Regions from separate parts of the Chanodichthys erythropterus genome. Here region 1 is linked to region 2. A link is a contact called in public Hi-C data. All regions are on one chromosome and are shown on one strand. Each heading gives the region's core, a stretch centred on a gene start, on an enhancer-like site or on the middle of the called end of the contact. The rest is flanking DNA. Distances are from core to core; before and after follow the strand shown. Region 1 holds the start of serf2a (small EDRK-rich factor 2a). Region 2 holds the start of pex11a (peroxisomal biogenesis factor 11 alpha).

Region 1 (4,410 bases), core at 344-2,843, 130 kb after region 2:
GTTATAATGCATTGTATCTGATAACAGCACAGGTGGCGTTTCTCTCAGATGAATGGATGAAGTCTCAGTTCTGCTTTGCTATGGACATTTGAGTGCAACTATTACTTTTTTTTTTACAGAAATATATGCTTTGAATATTTTTAAAGGTGACCTGTTAGGCCAAGTCTAATGCAGTGGTTCTTAACCAGCAAACTCCCAACGGGGCCTTTAAAATATAAGCTAAAACAACTCAAAATTAGAATATTTCTTCATTTAATTCACCCCCATTGAATTCTAACAAATTAATTTTGTTTTGGACAGTGATTTTCACTCAGGCAGAAAAGGACCAAGAGGGTTTGTTTGATCATCATGGACCCCTGCTTAACAGCAATTCAAAATATGTGTTTCTGCAAGCTACAAATAGCCTTAATTTTAAATTTTATTTATGATGCTCCCATCCTAGCATGCAACAGGAAAGAAGATGGCAGACTTTTAAGATAGAAAGTTTCTGCAGTAATGATGTATTTTTGTAGGCCAACCCAGAAGTTAGCATGACCCTCTCACGTAGCCAGACCTTCAGACTGACAAAAGAAGGTCTGGACTCCAAAGCAGCTTTCATTGGCTGACGGATCAAGAGGCCATCTGACTGAAGCAACCAATATTACAGTTTGTTTTGTTCAGTGTCCGTACAAAAACAAAACTCTTAGACGTTTTTAAATAGTCTATACCTTGAACTTTCACATACTTTGGAACATCCCAAAGCCTTAGCACTTATCAGGATCAACTAAACACTGGATTTTCAATTTAGCCAATTGCAAGGGTTTCGCCAGTAGTGGGCACTCGTGCAAAATAAGCAATGACGTACATCCGAGTCAACGAGACTGAGGGAAGTTAGTGAGGGAAGGGCATGAAAAACGAACTGGAACGCAGCCCTAGCCTGCGTCTCAATGTGCATACTATCCATCCTAAATAGTATGTGACACTAGTAATATTCAATACTATTTAGGGCGGATAGGGTGGATTGTATGGGATGCAGGGCTAGTTTTACTGATAGATGTCTCATAGCCGTCCGCCATATTGGAACGGTCAAAAGTCCATGAACATTAGAAAGCAAGTTGACTGAGCATCTACAGCCGTAGTTATACGCATGTATGGATATCTATACCTGCAATAGACTTGAGCAGATCATTTTGCTAAACTACAACAATACAGTAAGACGGAGTCAGCTAAAACTGCCTTAAAGTTACCATAGTAAAATTAAAACTTTGTAGGCCTAATATTGAGTTATACATATAAAAAGACAAACCAACACATTCTCACCGGTGAAAGGTTATTCCATTTCTTCAGGAATATAAATTTCGTCAGTTTCACAACCAGAAGCTGTGCAATGTTCTGGCATCATCGATTCTTACTGTGAGTGACGACACGTTGACCGCTTCAAGATGGCGAGCGTGCCGACGTCTCTGGAGCGGTCGAATGTAGCATCTATGTATGTATATCTATGGTTTGACTGTTCCTGACGTCATATGTCGCATCCAATCAAATGATTGCCTCCTGTACGCGAGATCTTTTGTACAGAAAAATCTCGCGATGCTGCGGATACTTCCAGAGTGAGTTTGACGCCAGACAGTCAAGATATCGGTTTGTTGGTCGGGAAATAAGATAGCGGCCCTTGGGGTGAGCTACTCTGAAAAGCGGATAAAACTGATCAAAAATGACCAGTAAGTATATACACGGATCTGACTTGGGTTCGGTTTTGCGATATTTGGTCGTTGTCAGATGTAAATAAGACCTCTTACATTGGGCCATGGCGTATGAGGCCTGAGAGATTGCGATTTAAAAACAACTGGTCGGGATTTTGTGGGTTTTCTACGGGGTTAAACAAAATTATATGTATAACTTTATATTTATGCTAAGTTCCTTTTTTAAAAGTTGGTTGTGTTTGTATCTCGCACACACCCTCTTAAAGGGGAAAATAGAATCACAAATGAGATCTCTATTTAAAATATTTGAATAAAAGGTTTAAGTTCTGTATTATGATATCTGGCTTTTATGGTCCATAGTATGATTGATATAGTGAAAATATGAAGCTCACACTCGGAAAGGCAAGGGAGAAAAAAAAGCGCACCCGAGTTTTATTCAGATGCCCAAACTAAGGAAAATACCTTTCATTTTATGCAAGTCACACTAAATCTACCAAAAATGCGTCTTAACATTGTTTTGTGTAAATTTAAATACAATGGATCATGCATCAATGATAAAAATGAAAAATAAAAGTAAATCAAAGTTGCTTCAATTCAGTAAATGTTCATCTTGGAATATTAACAATCAAGACATGCAGAAAATTGGGTGCAACAAGTTAACCATGTTGATATTCATGACATTCATGTATCAAATATACATTAGGCTTTTTTGGGTTAAAAGGATTAGTCCACTTTTAAAATACACTTCCTGATAATTTACTCACCCCCATGTCATCCAAGATGTTCATGTCTTTCTGTTGAGGAAAACATTCCAGGATTTCTCTCCATATAGTGGACTTCAACTGCTACCAACATGTTGAAGGCCCAAATTACAGTTTCAGTGCAGCTTCAAAGGGCTTTAAACTATACCAGATGAGGAATAAGGGTCTTATCTAGCAAAAAAAAAAAAAAAAAACGTTTATGCTTTATAAACAAAATAAATCGCCTTAAACGTACTTCTGGTTTCCGTATTCTTCAAAAAGCTTACGCTGCATGTCCTACGCCTTCCCTATTCTACTTACGGAACGAACGTGGTGCCAGTTTCGTTTTTTTCCTTAAGTAGAATAGATTATGGAAAATGACTGATTGTTTCACTAGATAAGACTCTTATTCCTCATCTGGTATAGTTTAAAGCCCTTTGAAGCTGCAATGAAACTGTAATTTGGACCTTCAGCCTGTTGGTAGCACTATATGGAGAGAAATCCTGAAATGTTTTCCTCAAACCTTAATTTCTTTTCGACTGACGAAAGACAGACATGAACATCTTGGATGACATGGGGGTGAGTAAATTATCAGGAAAAGTTTTAAATAAAGTAGACTAATCCTTTGGAGATCTGAAGAGGTTTTAATCTCACTTTAGTGTCAGATAGCTCAGATATTTAATTTCCGCACTGTGTCCTATTTAGGGGGAAACCAGCGTGAACTTGCTCGCCAGAAAAATGCCAAGAAGCAAAGTGATATGCACAAGGGCAAGAGAAATGACGATGGTTTATCTGCTGCTGCCCGAAAGCAGAGGTAACCGGCAATAGCAGACCTTGAGCTAATGCGTGGAAGAAGTTCTCCTACATAATGTGTTGCTTAGTTTCTGTGAGTAGGGGAAATGGAAATGTGCTGCACTTTAAAAATGTAGTGGGACACTATTAACTGCCATTATTTTTCCATTTGTTCTTTTAGAGATGCAGAAATAATGCAACAGAAGCAAAAGAAAGCCAACGAAAAGTCGGATTCTAAAGCCAAATAGTTAGAAGACATCGACAAATCATCCGGACAATCTTAAGCCATCTTGGTCTGGATTCAGCAGCATCATTGTTTGTACTTTCCTTTAAAGCCTTTTTTGTACTGTACCAGTTTAGGTTGACTGGGTATTTACTTCACTGTGCACAGGTCTCTTTTCTTGAGCAGTATTTACCATGTAAAAACAAAGAATAACAGACCCATCTCCAAAAAACACTTTTTTTCTTCATTTCCTTAATTGTTGAATAAAGTGTAACTCAAACCAAAGTTTGCTTCTTTGTTTTAAAGATGTGTCAAAAATGCTAGAGTACATCAGAAAAATGGCTTCCAGACCTTTGATTTAAACCAAATCTAAAACTTTTATTTAACACAATGTTAGAAACATTTACATGAACATTCCTCGACAACATAAATAAAAACATGTATATAAACACTGAACCCTGAAGTGAATTGATCATTTGTAGGCAAATGTACAAGTATACATTTGATCAGTGCTTAACACCTAGGACACTTACAAAACCTCCAAAAGATGTCTAAATTGCTTAAAAAAGGTTTTATTAACATTTTTCCATTAAAGGTCATTATATAATGTGCAATAATTATTTAAAAAGTTACCTTTACTACAAAGCACTGATATTAAAATAAATTTAAGACATAAACAAGATCTCACTGCCAGACTTAGACTCCACAGCAGTTGTTCAGCGTCTTCTTCCGTTTGTGTAGACTCAGTTTGACCTGTGACACTGACCTCCGCCCCAGTTTTGCATGTTTCTTTACTTCTCTGTGATGATTCAGAAGACATTTGAAACCTCAAAACACTTCATATCTTCACTTTGTTTTTGAGAATGAGCAAGAACTGATCTTACCTTGCTAAATGTAAGACGGCCTCAACGACGTTCGTCCCCTCTTTAGCACTTGCTTCACAGAACATGGCATTATAAGCCTGTCATGGGCA
Region 2 (4,357 bases), core at 947-3,446:
TTAGTGTATCTTTTTCATATTAAATAGCTTTTAAACGTACTATGTTTATCTCTGTAAATACTTAACTCGGTGTAAACATCTTGTTCTTTATGATAATCTTTATGATAAACACATCAACACTCCTCACAGCATGACAGTCTCCTAATATAACCAAGAATTAGTGTTATTATATCTACACAAAGACAGCTGAAATTTATTGTTTGTCCATAAACCATATTAATATGCTTCTTCAGGAACACAGTATTCTTGGGTGAATCATCTGTGCTTTCCCAAATGAACTTCAGCTGTTCCAGGAATACCTAATACATAAAGCAATCTCATGCATGCAAATGTGTTGCCAAATCATACTTCTAAAAACATTTCTTAACATCAATATAGCCTGAATCAACTGAGAAGGGCAATACAGCAGATCCGTAATAAGGTAGTATACGATGTGATATCATAAAAGTGATAAAAATGTCACTGCATATTTAATTTGGGCGGCTTTTTACCTGAACTTACTTTCGAAATGTCATTTTGCAGCCCTGAGGTGGTTGAATTTATGATTAAGGTGTGTTTTACCGGTGTGTGCAAAGGCATTTTTTTGAGGATTCACTAAATTATATGAGACTAACACAGTGTTTCTTTCTTAATTAAACACTGCCCCCTGCAGGTGTGATCTGATCTGACTTTCACATCATGATAGCACATGGTGATGTTTTTAAAAAGTACAAATAATTCTATATGCACTCTAATATATATATATATATATATATATATATATATATATATATATATATAATATAATGCCTAATATAGGCTAATTAATTCTAAGTAGAAATTTATGCAACTTTATGTAAGCTTCGTGAAGCATTAATGAACACTGGCTTTAATCTTATCATTTTGGACATAAGGTCATCAATCAAACATGGTTGCCTTAATAAAAGAAGTAACATGCCCAATTTCAAATATTCTCTTTCAGGCTGCATATCAGAGATAAAAAAAAAAAAAAAAAAAAAAACTTACTGTAGATGTAAAACATGTAATAGTTAACATCAGAAGGAATAATCAAAGACTGGGGAAACATATCAGAGATGATCCATTTTAAATTTCGCAGTCTACATCGTCTTCATGTAAAAAATGAGAAGCGTTCGTCATGCTAAAATTAGCCTTCACTGTCTGATTTCAAGGGCATCTCATCTCTTGACCTTTGGTTTTCTATATAGCCTACTACTTGCTTTTTTCATAATCATACATAATCATAAATAATTGTTTGTATATGTTTTCCCTAAAGGCATTGAAACTACTTTGGTAATCACATGGGAGCAGTTCAAATCATCAAGCAGAATCATGTATAAAAATAGAAAGTAGGTTATGTCTGGTATTCTCATTCAAGTCACTCAGACTGTCAAGACCCTGCTTTTACAATGTGTTTTATGTAAAGAAAACCTATTGTATTTTATGACGAACATGTAATAAACAGTTGCTAAAAAGATTTTACAGTCCCGCCCTGTTGAGTACCTGATGATTTTAAATTTACTGCTTAAAACGTATGGCCAATATCTGTTACCACTAAAAATCCAATCTGAATCCAATGTAAACGCAGTTTCAGAACTCAGACAATTACTTTAAAATGCACACACAACTTGACTGATATGCCCGAGTCATACTCTGAAAATAATAAGAATTCAATTGATTTTCCAGCAACATCAATAATCATCATCATATGAAAATACAAATAGATCATATGCAAAATACATAAATTATTGTCGTATTATTATAAGACATATGCATAGGCCTATTATCACATCTTGCTAGTTTTTAAGCAAACTAAATATTGTAACATCAGCGTCATAACAAATGTATTTCCGTCCTCCAATCCTGAGCCAGTCATTGGTCAGTTAAATCAGGAAGTACGCACTTGTCCTTCATCCAAAAACATCCGATTTAAAACTAGAGCTTTACAACAATTAACACATAAACACTTTCTAAAATGACAAAGAACAACATAGAATTCATGATGTAGTTACAATTGTAACACAACTTTAAATATGCATCTTAAAATGTAGCGTATTAGCGAATACAAAATAAATACTACAGTGAATGAATCGTATAAACGTAAATGAATCATTCTTTTGAGTCGGATCTTTAAAAGAAACAGGTGAACTGATTCACAAAGGCAGATTCATTCACGACAGATCACGGAGGAAGAATTTACTTTTGGGGCGAAAAAGTAAGTTATTGGCCGAACAGAAGAAATGTTACAAATAAAAAAGGAAATGTTTACGACTGAATCATAATCGCAACAAACAAAAATGTGATGCATTAAATATCAATAAACACGCTTATTAATAACATACACTGTCTTTATATGGCTCATTAGACAATTTTGATTAAAATCTAGGATGCCAGGAGCCGTGTGATGACGCAATTACGTCATGACGTAAAACTGGAAATGTTTCAAACGAACTGTTCGAAAGAACCGATTCCTGAAAATGAATCGGACATTCTATCGCTAAACAACAGCTTTTTTCGTCATATATCATTCATTTTAAATCGCCTATAATTAGTTAGGTCGAAGCTTTATTGTTTTTTACAATTGCGACACAGTATTGACAGTACAATTACACAGTAATGATTTACTAAATGGATCTGAAGTTTGTTCTTTGGCTCCAGCGTGTGTTTTGTATGTTGCATGAACTTTCACCTCAGTTCCCACAGGCACACAGGATCGTGTGGATTTGACAGGACATACTGTGACTAAACTAACACGGATCGTTTAACTTTGAGTATGCACCGCTTTTCGACTTTTTAGTCATTTATTCCTGAAAGAACTTTTCAGTTTCACAGTAGCACACTAGCTGTTGCACACATGGAAACTTTCATTAGCTTCACTAACCAAAGTCAAGGAAGGGATCGCATATTCAGGTCAGTACCTCTTATCAAAGCTTGTCATCCGTCAAAAAGTACACTGAATTGAAGTTATTTCCAATAAAAGATGAGCTAGACTATGTCTGAACATTTTATTTGTTTGCTTTAGAGCAACCCAATATGCATGCGCTTTGGCGAAATACCTTCTGAGAAATGAAGCGAAGAGAAAAGAGCTGGTGAAAAAGCTGCAGTCTCTGGAGTCTAATATGAGTTCGGGGCGGAAGCGTAAGAATGAACATTTTCTGTTACATAACACACAAAACATACAAAACAAGACCTTTCAGTTCTTTCTCAGTAGTTACTAGTATGCATTCCAGCTTTACTAGTACTTCTAGTACTTATTAGATACTAATACTATTTATGAGTCACTATCATTTATGCCAGTTGCATTTCTTATTTCTCTAATAATCTTCCTATACAGTTCAATATCATATCAACTTGTAGTCACCATTTTTATATTTTTGTGGAGCAGTATCCATTGTAAATGATTTATGCATACACATCATTGTTTTATGTTTATGCATGTGGCATTGTAAACTTTAATTAAAATTACATCCCCTTCCCCACTGAAACAACATCTCTTCTCTGATGCCATGTTTACTGGCACGAGGGCGGAACAACCTGTCACTCACATGAGATCCAACTATAGCAAACCACAATGATCCAATCAATTCCCAATGGGAATCAAGTCCTGCCCTACATATTTTCTTGTTCGAGAAACTATTTCACTGTTTCACAGATATACACCACGATAAGGACGTTTTTCGCAGCTGTTTTGCCACAGTTGCATTTGGCTTGAACGCTAGGACTAAATTATGTACAATGTATTATAAGTATTATGCCATGACTTTCAAATAACTTCTCAGCAGTAGCAGCCTTTGCTATGTTTCACTCATTTCACTTGAATGAGCGTCACAACAGAAGGGGTCATCACAGAACAGGGGTTTTTGATGCAAAAATGCCCCCTAAAAATCAATATATGTGGAGCAAAAATGTCCCTGTATGTATTCTTGTTTTGAATCTTTATAATAGGATATAGAGTGCTGTTTTCCCGAATATCAGCACAATTGCAAATGTGATGTGGGGGGCCTTCAAATTGTAAAGGTCGTCTCTGCTTCTCAGTTAAACTGCTAATGATGATCAAAATTGTAACCCTAGCATTATATACCTGTGGCTGTGATACACCACTTAATAGGCCTGTCACTACATCAAATTGTTATGAATTGAACAAAATCTTGCAGGTCTCATAATCCTCAATTTCACCAAATAACGAATTTATGACTTAAAGTGTTAGTTCAACCAAAAATGAAAATGAACCTATGATTTACTCAGATCAAGCCATCCTAGGTGTATATGACTTTCTTCTTTCAGACGAATTCAAACGGAGCTCTTCCAAGCTTTATTAATGGCAGTAAATAGAGGATGAGATTTTGAAAAAACGTATATT

The links. A called contact is a pair of places that touch in the nucleus more often than the background predicts.
Region 1: a Hi-C map of an unstated tissue shows a contact between it and region 2, with 4 times the contacts expected there. The contact joins the promoter of serf2a here to the promoter of pex11a in region 2. A contact is called at or near these places in 2 of 2 Hi-C or Micro-C datasets (muscle and an unstated tissue).

What each region holds. Positions count from the first base shown.
Region 1 is chr7:38,281,797-38,286,206 of ASM2448905v1, forward strand. serf2a (small EDRK-rich factor 2a) reads left to right here and starts at 1,594. Exons shown (of 2, transcript XR_010895449.1): 1 at 1,594-1,700; 2 at 3,396-3,533. It overlaps rasef2 (RAS and EF-hand domain containing 2), which reads right to left. Exons shown (of 17, transcript XM_067389341.1): 16 at 4,322-4,398; 17 at 4,106-4,236. The coding sequence ends at 4,134.
Region 2 is chr7:38,148,212-38,152,568 of ASM2448905v1, forward strand. pex11a (peroxisomal biogenesis factor 11 alpha) reads left to right here and starts at 2,197. Exons shown (of 3, transcript XM_067390476.1): 1 at 2,197-2,907; 2 at 3,020-3,135. The coding sequence starts at 2,852.